Linked DNA regions of Sus scrofa: regions 1, 2, 4 and 5 are each linked to region 3. Evidence: chromatin contacts called from public Hi-C, HiChIP or PLAC-seq and promoter capture Hi-C data. All regions are on one chromosome and are shown on one strand. The core of a region is the stretch at or near the end of the contact, and the rest is flanking DNA. Distances in the headings are between cores, read along the strand shown.

Region 1 (2,700 bases), core at 72-2,571, 74 kb before region 3:
AAATCTCTGATTCGCTACCTAATTATTACTACAAACATTTTCATGTTTTCTCCATTTGGTTTTTATTTTATGACGTCAGGATAAGCCCATTCAAGTTCCTCAGTGCTGATACAGCGCTCGTGAGAGCTCCTTAAATGTTAGTTCCCACCCAGCTTCCTCCTCGGCCCTGTGCTTGGGTGCCCTGGGTCCCGGCACGGATGGAAGGTGTGGGCCAGCCATCTGCCCATCCGGTCGGAAGTTGGCAGCTGGTGCTTATACTTCTGACAGTGTGCCTCGTGAATGCATATGGAAGACTGTGACTCATCTTCTTGTCTTTCTCTTTTTAAGCAGAACATTTTTGAGATCTCTTTAATAGCAACGAAACTGAGTTACTCCACTTATTTTATTATTATTATGCTGATATTTCCTACCTTTGCCTTAAAATATTGCAGGGGCCTCAAGTTTTCTTGTCTGTGTGGTGAGAATAACAATGGAGTTGTTCTGGAGTTCCCGTCATGGCACAGCAGAAATGAATCTGACTCGTATCCATGAGGATATGGGTTCGATCCCTGGCCTCATTCAGTGGGTTAAGGATCCAACATTGCCAGGAGCTGTGGTGTAGGTTGCAGATGCAGCTCAGATCCTGCATTGCTGTGGCTGTGGTGTAGGCCGGCAGCAGTAGCTCCAATTGGACCCCTAGCCTGGGAATTTCCCTATGCCACGGATGCAGCCCTAAAAAGCAAAGCAAAGCAAAGAAAAAAACAGTGGGTCTTTTGTGAGAATTAAATGAACAGATGTATATAAAGTGGTTAGCAGAGTAGCTGCTATGTTGCATGCAGTACATTCGAGGTATTATTATTAATAAAATACTAACGTTGGGGAAGGAGGGGTGGCTCCCAGATCCAGCTGGTTTTAGTATTTGAATTAACCAGGACAAAATCCAGAGCCGTACATTGACTTATTAAATCCCCACGTGACTGTGGACAAAACCTATAATGTCTTTGGATCTCCTTTTTCTCAAGTAAATGAGAGAATTAGGATAAATAATCTCAATTTTAGAGTTTGTGTGATTCTAGTAGATGATCGATATTTTTTCTCCAATCTTCCTTTAGCCGACTTATCAAAAAGTTTTGTCTTTCTTGTGTAAATTGGTGTAAGTGACATTTACTGCCAGATGTGACCTTTTGTTTCAGCCCACTGTCGAATCCCGACGTTAATATCACTTTCTATAAATATAGATTTCGGGTGAGGAAACGTTCTAGCTCAAGAGACGCTGAGCTACTGAGCCTCTTTCTCTTTTTAGCCTCTCGGTCCGTGGGCCATTACTCACTCTTGGCACTCTTCCCCGGTCTCGCTGCTGTCACCTTCCTCTGTCGTGATTGCTGCTGTCGAGAGCCACCTACAGCTTCTAAGTTCCCCACCCAGCCTTCCCTAGTGGTCGGCATTGCAGTTGTGTTTTCTTGCTTCCTCTACCTTTTGAAATTTAAAAATAGAAAATACAATTTTAAAAAACCGAAAACAAACCCACAGTCTTTCACATTAGCTGAACTCTGTTATTCCTCCAGCAGATTGTCTGGTGAATTCTGCAGTATAACAGTCAGAAATCTGTGATGGGTTCAGAATAAGCCCTGTAAGGAATGGACACAAAGAGATCCTTTTCTTTTGACTGTCAGACCCACAATCAGAAATGGGAAGCAGCAGCCCCCAGGAGGAGGCTTTGGAAAGGGAATCAGAGAATCAGAACAGCTCCCGGCTCTGCTCCTTGGCTTTGTTGTCTTCACCTGTCTGACTTTCCCGAGCCATTCCGTGGAATCATTAGGTTGATAAGAGAACTCTTGTAGGAGTGTGACTCTTGTGCTATTAATACCAAAGACAGGTCCTGGGAAGCACAAAAGCCCTTTAGAGAGCTGAGGAAAATTATTTTAGAAGGCCCAACTCACATCACAGCAAACATACTGTGGCAACCTCCATGTTAAATACAGTTTTATTGCTGGCAAAACTTTTTGAAGATATTTTTACAATTTTGCTTTGGAAAAAGGCTGGCTACAAGTCAGGGATTTAACTTAGAATTAATTTCTCAGCAATGAGCATAATTGGGAATTATTAAATTAAAACCTAAATCCAGCTTACATGTTGCTTCCCAATGAAATTTTTTTTTTTTTTTTTTTTTTTCTTTTTTGGCCACCCCAGGGCACATAGAGTTCCCAGGCCAGGGAGCAGATCCTAACCGTAGCTGCAACCCAAGCCGAAGCTGTGGCAACACCAGATCCTTAACCTACTGCTCTGGGCCGGGCATCGAACCCACATCTCAGGGCTCCCAATTCACTGTTGATCTCGTTGTTGCGCCACTGTGGGAACTCTGCCAATGAGATATTCTTGATTACCAAATCAACAATTAAGGAGGTTAACCCAGCATTACATTTTGTAGACCTTTAGCATTTATTAATTTGTTTGTAGTTAATCTGTTTTGAAGCATATAAATGGTTTTTCAAGATCTCAGACACTTTTATAGCCCTTGAAAAGCTGAAAGGCACCGGGCACCACACCCTGATGACCAAGGGTTAAAAATGCTCTGTCTGGGATATCCTAAACTCTGAGGGCTTCACCCCTGCCTTCTTGAGGGAACTGATTTCTTAAGGGAGCTGATTTGGGATCTGGGAAAATACAATGAGCTCACATATAAATAGCACTAGTTACTAAAACAAAGTGAACCCCCCCACC
Region 2 (2,700 bases), core at 42-2,541, 94 kb before region 3:
CCCCTGTAGTTTATTTTACACATATTTTATAATAGTTTGTACTTCTTAATCCTCTACCCCTATCTGGCCCCTCTCCTCTCCCCACTGGCAATCACTGGTTTGTTGCTGTATTTCAAATTCTAGTCCCAGTGAAGTTGCAGCATGGAGCCTGGTCTACCTCTTGCAATCACTAATCTATTTGCAGGAATGAAATCTGGAAAATTTAGAGAAGGATCAAGGAAGTCTGGTCTACAGGAAGCTTCTTATAAGCTGCGGTCAGCTATGGCCTTTGGAAGGACAAATCATAGTTCCATATGCCATTTATCTGGCATCTTTCTCAAAGCAGATCAAAGCTGCTTTAGGGACTTAATCTATTTAGTTCTCACAACATCCCTGCTATGGTAGTAGCTCTGGTCACCCTCACTCTGCTGATATGCAACCCACAGCCCGATATGAAAAGTGCCTTTTCTTTTCTTTTTTCTTTGCTCTTCTTTTCTTTGCCACTCTCATGGCATGCAAATGTTCCTAGGCCAGGGATTTAACCCATGCCACAGCAGTAACCAGAGCCACGGCAATGACAACCCTGGATCCTTAACCTGCCGAGCCAGCAGGGAACTCTGAAAACTGCCTTTTCAAGGACACATACATAATCATCAAGAACAGAGTTGGATTCAGATTTTCTAAATTATATTTATCATCCTCTTTCTCTTTGTCTAGATTCCTCTAAGTAAAGCACATCTGAGAATTCTATAAAAGACACTTTTTCTCCCAATTTATAGATTCCTAGAAACCTGCCAGGTTTGCTCAGCTTCCCTACTCAGTGTTAGATATTGCAGAAATTTTGACCTAAGGTTTATTAGATATTAAGGTCATGTTTGTAGCCTTGTATGGTTTATGGCGTCAAAAATACCTGGGTTGGGCTAGCTCTGTGATCTCCAGTTTTCAAGAAAATGTATGTAAAATACTTGCATCAGAGTTGGATCAATGAAATGGAGCAAAATGTGTAGAAGGCTTGTGAGCACAGGGTCTGGAACACAGTGAGCCTTCAGTTGATAAGAGTGCTCAGACAACTAAGCAAACTGAATCTCAGGCTTGTGCTTCCCTTGTGAATAAGACGTTCACTGACTCTTTAAGCTCAAGTCAAGCAGATCCAGATGTATTACAGGTTTTTGTTTTAAAAGCAGCTTCTTTCACTGCTATGGCAAGCCTGCCTCCTCTTCCCTCTCCTCGTCACATTGGTTGCAAGCTGCTCGCTCCAGAGGAGTTCGTGCCCTTTAGCTTGGATTTCTGTCTAAACAAGGTTACCTCTTCACTTGACCCTGTGAGTCTCATGAACCAACCTTTGATTTCAAAACTCTCTGGGTTCCCATGCACGTGGTAAGCTCCCACGCAATATGCTTGGAAATACTCCAGTTTGGGTTCTTTTCAAGGGAGAGGGAGAGGATTAGAGGATCTAGTGGGTTTTGGAACTTGGAGGAGATGGAGTTGTCTGAAGGGAACACTAAGCCATGACGCCAGGGTCATAGGCATTTATCGCTGCCAGTGACCCTTGTTCCCATAACGGGGGCACATACAGGAACCAAAGTGTACTGGGCCCCACCCCAGACCCGTGGATTAAGGATCTCTAAGAGTGGACTTGGAATCTAGGTTTGAGAGTTCCCATCGTGGCACGTTGGAAACGAATCTGACTAGGAACCATGAGGTTGTGGGTTCGATCCCTGGCCTCGCTTATAGATTAAGGATCCGGCGTTGCCTTGAGCTGTGGTGTAGGTCGAAGACTTGGCTTGGATCTGATGTGGCTGTGGCTGTGGCGTAGGCCAGCAGCTGTGGCTCCAATTCGACCTCCATATGCTGCGGGTGTGGCCCTAAAAAAGCAAGAAAAAATATCTAGGTTTGTTTGTTTCTTTTTTTTCTTTTTTGGCCACACCCATGGCATATGGAAGTTCGCAGCCTAGGGGTCAAATTGGAGTTGCAGCTGCCAGCCTGTGCCATAGCTCACAGCCACGCTGGCTTCTTAACCCACTGAGTGAGGCCAGGGATTGAACCTGTGTCCTCATGGATGCTAGTCAGATTCGTTTCCGTTGAGGCACCACTGGAGCACCTAGGTTTGCTTCTTTTTTTTTTTTTTTTTTTTTTGGTCTTTTCCAGGGGTGCACCCACAGCATGTGGAGGTTCCCAGGTTAGGGGTCTAATCAGACCTGAAGCAGCTGGCCCACACCGGAACCACAGCAGCTCGGGATCCAAGCCACGTCTGCAACCTACACCACAGCTCATGGCAATGCCGGATTCTTAACCCACTTAGCGAGGCCAGGGATGGAACCCGTGACTTTATGGTTCCTAGTCAGATTCGTTAACCACTGAGCCATGATGGGAACTCCTAGGTTTGTTTCTAATAATTGTTTTCCTTGTGGGTCTGATACCCTGCTGGGCTTGAGAGCCACTGCTCAAGGCCATGTTCCAGATAAGGAAGGTCAGGCCCTAGCTGGCCGCCTCCAAGATCACACACATGGCTGATGGCAGAGGCCTGCCTGGAACTCAGGTCTCCCTCCCAGTCGGTCCAGGGTTTTTCCGCTCCTCCCTTGGGCCCCTGGGTCCACTGTTGACTCAGGAGAAGCAGACGGGCCAGAGCTGTCGTGTCTGTACTTTCTCATCTGTGTGACAGAGATAAAAACTCCTGACCTTCCAGGGCCTTGGTGAGGCTGAATTAGCAAAAGGGGACTC
Region 3 (2,700 bases), core at 13-2,512:
GCAAAAAATAACCCAACGGGGTGGCTGTAAGACTGCAGTGACTATGTGTAAAGTGCTAAGAACTGTGCCTGGCATTTTACAGACCTCAATTAACGTTAGCTATTATTATTTTAATGCTCAATCTTCTAATCCCCAGCGTCTAGCTCTTACTAGATGCTTCATTAGTATTTGCTGAATGAATGGAGATTTAATATGGAAAAAATTTATCCTTGGGGCTCGACCTGGTTTTAGAAAATGAAATTTTTAGTACAAGGGCAGAAGGGATTCTGATAATAGCTATGTACGCTGGGTGTCCAGGGACTCCAAATCGACCTGGTTCTTGAAAGAAAGAAAAACGATAGATTCTAGGTTGCTTTTTCATGGAGCTTTGTGCAGCGTCTGACACACATTTCGCGCTCACCGCAATCACGTTGCACGAGTGCACGCACACGCCCTGGCAGGGCTGCCCGGGTGTAGGAAGTATCACTGTCGGTGGCAGAATGACTCCCACTCCGCTACCCGGCCACCACGGAACTGGGCTGGGCTGGCCCCGGGGCCCCAGACCCTGCAGGGCGTGTGGAGGCCGGGGAGGGGGCTAGAATCCAGCGGCGGCCACGTGGGCCCCTTCCGCCCTCTCCCCACATCCTTTGTTTCCCACCGGCCCCGGCTCAGGAAGCTCTTTCTGCGAGTCACCGCGAAGGGGCGGCCGGGGAGCCTGGAGAAGCTATTTCCGTGCAATCCCGGCGGGCGGCAGGCGCGGGAGGGGCGTGGAGGTGGAGGCAGCGCAGAAGGCCCAGTGTTTGCTTTTATTTCATCCAACAGAAGGTTCTATTTGTGGAAGCGAACAGACGCTGGGGATTAGAGCTGGGAGGGGGCAGGAAAAGGAAAAAAAAAAAAACAAAAAACCACATCCACAACCACGCATAGGTCTTCCCCGGAACTACCGCGTGGGGGTGAATGAGTGATTCTGGAATTCATCACCTTCTCTCTCTTCCTTTCCGCCGACTACCGCCGGGCCTCGCGACGCCCACGGCTCCAACCGGAGGTCCCAGGGCGCGGGGCGGTCGGTTGCGGGGGGAGATCCCCAGGGCAAAAGGCGTCACCGCGCGGCTGCAGCGAGCAGCGGGTGCAGCGAGCCTTGGTGCGCGCGCCCGCAGTCCATTGTGCTCGGTGTGAATGGGGAGCGCGCACCAATCAGCGGTCGCTTCGCCCCCCACGGCCCCACCCCTCCCGCCCACTTCCCGGGGACCCTGACGTCACGGGAACTTTTCCTCCACCCCCTCCTCCAGCTTCTAGCTTTGAGCCCGCTGCCTGCCGGAGGGCGCGCGCCGCCTCCTGCTTAGCCCAGCCCGGGGGGCGTGTGCGCGCGCCCCAGCCAGCTCGGGACACACCACCTGCGCCAGAGCGCGCGCTGCCCGGAGCATCCCAGCCCTCGGGCCACCCCCATCGCCCCCGCCGACCCAGCTCCTCCTCCCTCCTCCCAGCCTCCCCCCCCCCTCTCCGGTGACTGCTCGCCCAGCGGCAGGGCCCGAGTCGTCGCAGCCACCTCATTGCACAACCCGGCTTCCCAACTGTTTACACAGCCCGGCCTGTGAGTGTATGTGTGTATACAGCGTGAGTCACCGGGAGGCGGAGGAGGTGGAGGAAAAGGAGAAGGAGGAGTGCACTGGCCAGGATCGGTGCTGCGCACACACTCACTCACTCACACTCAGTCACTCTCTCTGAGCGCGTCTCGCTCGGGCACACTCACGCCGGGAGCCCGGAGCGCGCAGGATCCCGAGCGCCGCGGAAAAGTTGCTCCGGCTTTGGCCCCGAGACTTATTGCTTTGGGAAGTGCATTTGCTCCGTGGCTCCGCCGAGCCTGCGGAATCCTGTACTCGCTGTTTCGGACCTCGGTAAGGCCAGCCACCGCCACCTCTGCCTCCCTGACTGTCGGCAGCCTCGACAACAATAGCGGCGGCCGCCCCCTGCCAGGTGCCCGGAGCCGATACCGCGGGGGTCTGAGGACCCGAGCCGGCCTCCCACCCCGGGACGCGCAGCCACGGTGGTTCTCGCGTGTACCGCCAGCGCCGGGGAGAGGCTCCGGCTTTGCCCCCCGTGGGGGCCGAACCAAGCTCCGTCTGCAAACTCCATCCTGCGGGCTGGAATACGTCGCGGCGCCGGCGCCGACCCCGTCGCGCCTTCCCGCGCCGATCCGAGGACGTACAAAGCCGGGGCCGTCCCGGCGCCGGACGGGATGCGGGTCGGTCCCGTGCGCTCTGCTATGAGCGGCGTCTCGCAGCCCCGAGCCCCGGCCTTGCTGCTCCCGGCCGGCCGGGGCGCTCCTGCCAAACGCCTGCTGGACGCGGACGACGCGGCGGCGGTGGCGGCCAAGTGCCCACGTCTCTCCGAGTGCTCAAACCCTCCGGACTACCTCAGCCCCCCTGGCTCTCCCTGCAGCCCGCAGCCTCCGCCCGCCGCGCCCGGGGCTGGCGGCGGCTCCGGGAGCGCGCCGGGGCCCAGCCGCATCGCCGACTACCTGCTGCTGCCCCTGGCCGAGCGCGAACATGTGTCCCGGGCGCTGTGCATCCACACGGGCCGCGAGCTGCGCTGCAAGGTAGGCACCCGGAGGCCGAGGCCGAGCGGAGGTCGCGGGGTGGGGAGACACGGTGGCAGCAGAGTTATTTGGGGTTTCCTCAGACGACGCCCGGGGGCCGAAGGTGCCACCAGCGCTTGGGCTTA
Region 4 (2,700 bases), core at 23-2,522, 110 kb before region 3:
TGTAGAAGTAGAAATTTTCTTTTCCATCAGAACAGGAAATTGCCAAGCCTTCACATTGTACAGTAAGCAGCCCGGTCTCAAATTATGGCCTTTACCTTGATATCCATTGCTCATTTTGAGAGGTTATCTAGCATGATGGTTACGAGCATGGCCCTGGAGCCAGACTGTCTAGGTTTGAATTCCTCTTCCACCAGTCACTAACTGTGTGACCTTGGGCAAAATACTTAACCTCTCTGTGCTTTGGTTTTATTTCTTCTATAAAATGAGAGTAGGAATAATACCTCCATCCTTAGGGTTGTATGAAGAATGTAAGTAAATATATATAAAGCACTTAGAACTGTACCTGGCATAATAAGCATAATAGGCATCTGTACCCAGCACATGTAGTGAGTAGGCTATGAAGGTTAGATATTAGTATAACTACTGTATTATACTAGCGGATAAAATAGCATGCCAAGGCGGTAGCCAGGCCATTGAGGCTGGATTTCTCCATCCCACTGGAAATCAGTCACAGGTCAGCCCTCCTCTCACCTAGTGTGGAAAGAAGAGGCCAGTGTTTGTCTCCTCTCAGTCTCTTTTAACGCTGAGGATCGCTGGTCCATGGTAGAACAGAGCAGGTAGCCCATTGCAAGCCCTGTCGCCAGAGACAAGGAACTGTCTCTTCTTTAAAATAAGAACCTCCTTCCTTCCAAACACACGTGTGATGGCTATGTTTAGAAATCTTCCAGGAGCAGTATGGAAAGATAGCTGAAAGCATGGTATACGGCGGGAAGCCCTGTGTGTGATAAGGAAGATGGGCAGCCAGCCATCGCGCTGTCTGTTCTGTGATGTATGGTCAGATCTGAAGGGGGATTGACTCTTTGCTCTCCGGCTGAACTTTCTGTCAGTCCTGTTAAGCCACCACCTGGAAGTCCCTGGTTGACACATTTCTTTGGCCATTAGCCTCTAAGAGCAGAAAGAACAAACTAGATTTTAAACAGGCGGATTCAGCTGGTTAGACTTCTTACTGTGAAGCCACAGAACACCTGGCTCACTAAACCCCTTCCCTAACCTTCCCTAAGATCCCCTGACGCCAACCTCCTTCCAGCTGTAGACTTGATGCTGTTCGAAGAATAAACTCATCGACTGCTTGGACTTAGTTCTGAAACCTCACTCGGTGGAGTTATAAAGAGTCTTTTGACCAAGCAACAGTGTCGTCTGCTCCCTGGAGGATGTGTCAGATCTCGTTTCCTTTTAACTGCTTACGGGTTGAAAACCATTACTGTGGTCACAGAGGTCAGACACCAGAGGCTGTGAACTGGATCCAGCCCACAGATGTGTGTGTTTGGCCCACATAGTTGTATGTACATCAGTTAGTTGCAACACACACAAATTGGGAGATTTCACATAGCAAGCCACATTTCCAATTTTTTTATTTTAAATATACCGAACCTGACAACGCTGGGTCTGCCTGAGTGAGAGGCGAGCAGCTTGTCGGCGTCTCCACTTGCCTAGTCTCCCCCCAACCCCCCGGCCCCAATGCTTTGCTCCTGCTCAATTCTAGCCCCAGAGACGTTGAAGTTTATACATTTCTTAGAGCCAGTGCCATTTTCGTTACATTATAATCCCACGTGAAAAGGGAAAATTCTTCTCCTTGCACACCATGACCCCAAAGTATCAAGATGCTAAATACTGACTCTCCGGCCTTTGCGCTCTGATTTAAGACCAAGAATCCCAAGTAGAACATCCTTTGTGTCATTTATTGAAAAATCACACAGTTGAAAATTATCCTCGCCTGATGTTTTCCCTGAGTCAGAGAGCAGTCTTTTGGCCTCTGACCTTTTTCATGGTAGCAGTTTATGCTGTTCTGGTTACTACCAGTAATACAGGCTAAACAACAACCCAAAGTTGAACCCTCTGGCTTTGTCCTTAGTCATCTACTTTTGGCTGCTGAGAGAGTTGAGGTTATAGGCTGGCTCTGGGGAAGGGAGCGTGGAGATCTAGAGGGGAAATAAAATACACATTTCACTTCCACTGAGTCCTGGGGCCACATAGCACAAAGGTAATGTGTGCAGAAGCATTTGCAAATTGCTTTTATTAGGAAGCCATTTGCCCATCTCTCTTTCTCAGCTGCGAGGCCAGACCCCTCCTGCAAGGTTCTCCAGGCCCCCCATTCAGTTGCTGAAATCTGCCCCAGCTCGAATTCTTCCTTTGTAGTAGTTCTTTATTCTGCAGATGGAAGAGGCTAGTTCTCCTACCACCTGCCAGGCACCTGAGGGCAAGTAAGGCTTGGTCACATGAGGCCCGCACGCAGCAGTCCATGAAAAAGTTGTATCATGGAAGTAGCATAGTTGGGACTGTGCGGAGGTTTAATAAGTTTGCAAAAATGCACTGGACACCGGGGGCTTTGGATAAAAAGTCATATGTGAATATTAGTCATTCATTCCATTGTCATCGGCGTTTCAGTTTACCATAGAGCTGTTTTATGAGTCTGTTCAAATTCCCATGACTCCTATTTCACATGAGGTCGTGGACTCCTCAGCTGAAAAGTTTTTAGTAGCTTCAGTAGGTCTGAAATTTCAGAGTATTGAGCAAGGCCTACACTGAGCTAGAACATGATCTAATAAGATTGGCCTCTCAAAACAAGAAGCACCAGTCCGATTGCAAGGTTTTTAAGAAGAAAATGTTAAGGCTCAGCTGTGAGAACCTCGGAAAGATAAT
Region 5 (2,700 bases), core at 178-2,677, 71 kb after region 3:
TGTTGCTGTGAACACCATACTGGGGTTGTCCATCCACCAGCAAATATAGGTATTGAGCAATCGTGGCTTGCCAGTCACTATGCTGGTGCTGGGAGTGCAGCAGGAAGCCCTGGCCCTTCTGAGACTACATTCTAATGGAGGATAAGGCAATAAAAAAATACAGACATAGGGTCTGTTGTGCTGTGAAGGAAAATGAAGTGAGAACATGGAGAGGCACTAAGGTACTGATTCGGACTTAGAATCCTGAGGGATCTGGGGCAAAGGCAGGGGTAACAGGTGGTGCAAAGGCCCTGAGGTGGGAGGAAGAGAGGAGGGTGGGGGGAGAGTCAGGGAGAGGGAAAGAGGAAGAGCGGGGAGGAGACTGGAAGAGGAGAGAGAGAGAGAAGTGGTAAGACCAGAGAATTCACGAGTTTCCCCTGTGGTTCAGTGGGTTAAGAACCTGACTAGTATCCATGAGGATGTGGGTTCAATCTCTGCAGTGGGTTCAGACTCCGGCAGTTGCTGTGAGCTGCGGTGTGGATTGCAGATGCGGCTCGGATCCCGTGTTGCTGTGGCGTAGGCTGGCGGCTGCAGCTCAGATTCAACCCTCAGTCTGGGAACTGCCATATGCTGCAGGTGCGGCCCCTAAAAAAGAAAAAACAACAAACAAACAAACAAACAAGCAAAAAACCCCAGAGAATTCAGAGAGGTAATGAGGAAATGAAGAGGCCTGATCGTGGAAGGCTTTGTAGGCCAAGGGAAAGTTGAAGTTCAGCAACTCCTTCTATGCAACGTGATGGCTCGCCCTAGGTAACTAGTTTTCAACTCTAAAATGTCAGCTTTTGAAAAGCACCCACACCCAGGCCCACCCAGGATCTCTGGAGATGGGGCCTGAGCATCCATGTGGTGACAACTCTCTCCAACCCCCATCATATCTAACTGCTGGTGGCTAGAGAGGAGGAACACTGGACCGGAAGGGCCTCCTTCCAGCAGGAGGCACCCCCAGTGGGACACCACCCTCCCTCTTGTCCCTCTCAGTGTTCTCTGTAGGCTCAGACCAGCATCAGCCTCTGCCAGCAGCCTGCCTTCCCGTCGAACATCCAAATCTGCAGGAAGAGCTGATCAGCCGTGTCCGGGGCCTCCTTGCTGGCCACAGACCCTGGGACCAGAGGGCACAGGGCCGCGGCCACCCTTGGCCTTGGGAGATTTTGTTTACGGAGCACATTTCACTTCTACAGAGGCCCACAGCTGCGATCTTGCCTCATCACAGTTGCCAACTGTGGGGGGGCGGCCTTCACCCCCCGCCTGCTAGTTTCTCAAGTTCCTCTTTTGGGCATGTGCCTGTCCCTCCGAGTTCCCGTGGCTGCGTGGAAGTGGACTGAGGCCCAGAGGGTGACTAAGAGGGGAAGCCCCTGCGCCGAGGCTCCCAGCGGCTCCTGCATTGCGTAAGGGCTATTTTTGAGGCGATTGCAGACGATCTGATGAATCATAGCAAACACACATGGCTCTGGCGGTGGGGACAATCCTTCCTCATGAAGCTGTGGAAAGTGGAGCTTCTCAAAATGAATCAGCAGCAGCAGAACCCTGGGTCTGTGGGAGGTGGATGAGGGTGCAAATTACACATTTCCACAGTATTGGGGTGCGGCCTCTGGGAGCAGGGGCTGCGGGGACCCGAGCTTGTGGTTTCCTCCATGACTCAAAGGGCCTCCCTCACCCACTTGAGCCTGCCACTGGAACCGAGTGACCTTCCATCATGGAACAAAGTCCCTAGCACTTGCCGAGGAGTTGAAGATTGGAGAAAATCTGCAGGGGCACAGCTAGTGTAGATGCTTGGCCGTGACACACGCACAGGCTTTGAATCCAGAAACCCAGGAGGCCTCCCTTGAGTGGGGAGCCCGTGTGAGAAATTCTTGACCATGAGGAGAAGGCTCAAACAATTCCTCGGAGGGAGATGGGGAGGCCCTCCCTGCTCCCCCAAGCTCAGACTGGTGTGAACGGAAGGGCAGAGCTGTGTGGTGGTTGGGGCCTCAGACTATGGGATTAGACAATACTGGGTTTAGGGTCCAATTCCAATATGGCGACTCGGCACATGGGCCCAAGATATAGCTGAGTCTCCAGTTTTCTCATTTGTAAAATCAGGAAATATCTGCCTGGGAAGACTGTCATTAAGGACCCAGGAGGATTGCATGAGGCAGCAGGATATAGATGCTAAGAATCAGACTTTACAGCTTGAAGTTTAACTCCTTGTTCTGTGGCTCATTAGCTGTGTGTCCTTAAGCAGGTGACTTAACTGTCCTGTGCCCCAGCTTTCTCATCTTTAAAAGGGAATTATATTATAGCACCTTCCTCATGGAGTTGATAAATAAGCTAATATATATATATAATTGAAAGAAGGTGGCCCAGTATGTAAGTAAGAGTTCTTAATAAATGCTAGTATTGTTATATAAAGTAATTGTTATAGCATTGTCATAGATTTATTACAGACAGAGCACACAAAAATGTAGTTATTATTCATTGTTATCATTAAATTTTTTTTTTTTTTTTTTTAGAGAACTGGAGTGGATTTGGATAAAAGCTGAGGCCTGAAGGGGCATCAGAGAAAGGAAAATCTGAAGTCAGGAACAAGCAACACTCAGATTTGTATGGAACCACAGGGGACTCTGAATAGTCAACGCAATCTTGAGAAAGAAGAACAAAGATGGATACATCATGATCCCTGAT

What was found. Promoter capture Hi-C pulls out the DNA fragments that hold promoters and counts their contacts. A called contact is a pair of places that touch in the nucleus more often than the background predicts. HiChIP or PLAC-seq counts read pairs in DNA pulled down with a chosen protein or histone mark.
Region 1: a contact with region 3 is called in an H3K27ac HiChIP or PLAC-seq map of skeletal muscle. The contact joins the enhancer-like site here to the promoter of TRIB1 in region 3. A contact is called at or near these places in 1 of 5 promoter capture datasets (liver), 13 of 47 Hi-C or Micro-C datasets (alveolar macrophages, embryonic fibroblasts, fetal heart ventricle and 4 more) and 2 of 2 datasets of contacts at active chromatin or transcription factors (alveolar macrophages and skeletal muscle).
Region 2: a Hi-C map of liver shows a contact between it and region 3, with 2.6 times the contacts expected there. The contact joins the enhancer-like site here to the promoter of TRIB1 in region 3. A contact is called at or near these places in 1 of 5 promoter capture datasets (liver), 6 of 47 Hi-C or Micro-C datasets (embryonic fibroblasts, liver and skeletal muscle) and 2 of 2 datasets of contacts at active chromatin or transcription factors (alveolar macrophages and skeletal muscle).
Region 4: a contact with region 3 is called in a promoter capture Hi-C map of fetal liver, with 5 times the contacts expected there. The contact joins the enhancer-like site here to the promoter of TRIB1 in region 3. A contact is called at or near these places in 1 of 5 promoter capture datasets (fetal liver), 6 of 47 Hi-C or Micro-C datasets (embryonic fibroblasts, fetal liver and heart right ventricle) and 2 of 2 datasets of contacts at active chromatin or transcription factors (alveolar macrophages and skeletal muscle).
Region 5: a contact with region 3 is called in an H3K27ac HiChIP or PLAC-seq map of alveolar macrophages, with 2.4 times the contacts expected there. The contact joins the enhancer-like site here to the promoter of TRIB1 in region 3. A contact is called at or near these places in 12 of 47 Hi-C or Micro-C datasets (alveolar macrophages, blood, epiblast stem cells and 3 more) and 2 of 2 datasets of contacts at active chromatin or transcription factors (alveolar macrophages and skeletal muscle).

What each region holds. Positions count from the first base shown.
Region 1 is chr4:14,370,297-14,372,996 of Sscrofa11.1, reverse strand. All of the region lies in intron 4 of NSMCE2 (E3 SUMO-protein ligase NSE2), which reads left to right. Among named protein-coding and RNA genes, the nearest start is that of TRIB1, 74 kb to the right of the region's middle. Within about 2 kb of position 1,321, at least 21 of the 83 cell types and tissues checked have an H3K27ac peak or open chromatin away from gene starts, as enhancers often do. A contact at or near this core is called in alveolar macrophages and skeletal muscle, where this site is marked.
Region 2 is chr4:14,390,637-14,393,336 of Sscrofa11.1, reverse strand. All of the region lies in intron 4 of NSMCE2 (E3 SUMO-protein ligase NSE2), which reads left to right. Among named protein-coding and RNA genes, the nearest start is that of TRIB1, 94 kb to the right of the region's middle. Within about 2 kb of position 1,291, at least 3 of the 83 cell types and tissues checked have an H3K27ac peak or open chromatin away from gene starts, as enhancers often do. A contact at or near this core is called in liver, where this site is marked.
Region 3 is chr4:14,296,681-14,299,380 of Sscrofa11.1, reverse strand. It overlaps TRIB1 (tribbles homolog 1), which reads left to right and starts at 1,262. Exons shown (of 3, transcript XM_021088927.1): 1 at 1,262-2,575. The coding sequence starts at 2,216.
Region 4 is chr4:14,410,518-14,413,217 of Sscrofa11.1, reverse strand. All of the region lies in intron 4 of NSMCE2 (E3 SUMO-protein ligase NSE2), which reads left to right. Among named protein-coding and RNA genes, the nearest start is that of TRIB1, 110 kb to the right of the region's middle. Within about 2 kb of position 1,272, at least 20 of the 83 cell types and tissues checked have an H3K27ac peak or open chromatin away from gene starts, as enhancers often do. A contact at or near this core is called in alveolar macrophages, embryonic fibroblasts, fetal liver and 1 more, where this site is marked.
Region 5 is chr4:14,226,203-14,228,902 of Sscrofa11.1, reverse strand. No RefSeq gene overlaps it. Among named protein-coding and RNA genes, the nearest start is that of TRIB1, 71 kb to the left of the region's middle. Within about 2 kb of position 1,427, at least 39 of the 83 cell types and tissues checked have an H3K27ac peak or open chromatin away from gene starts, as enhancers often do. A contact at or near this core is called in alveolar macrophages, liver, retroperitoneal adipose tissue and 1 more, where this site is marked.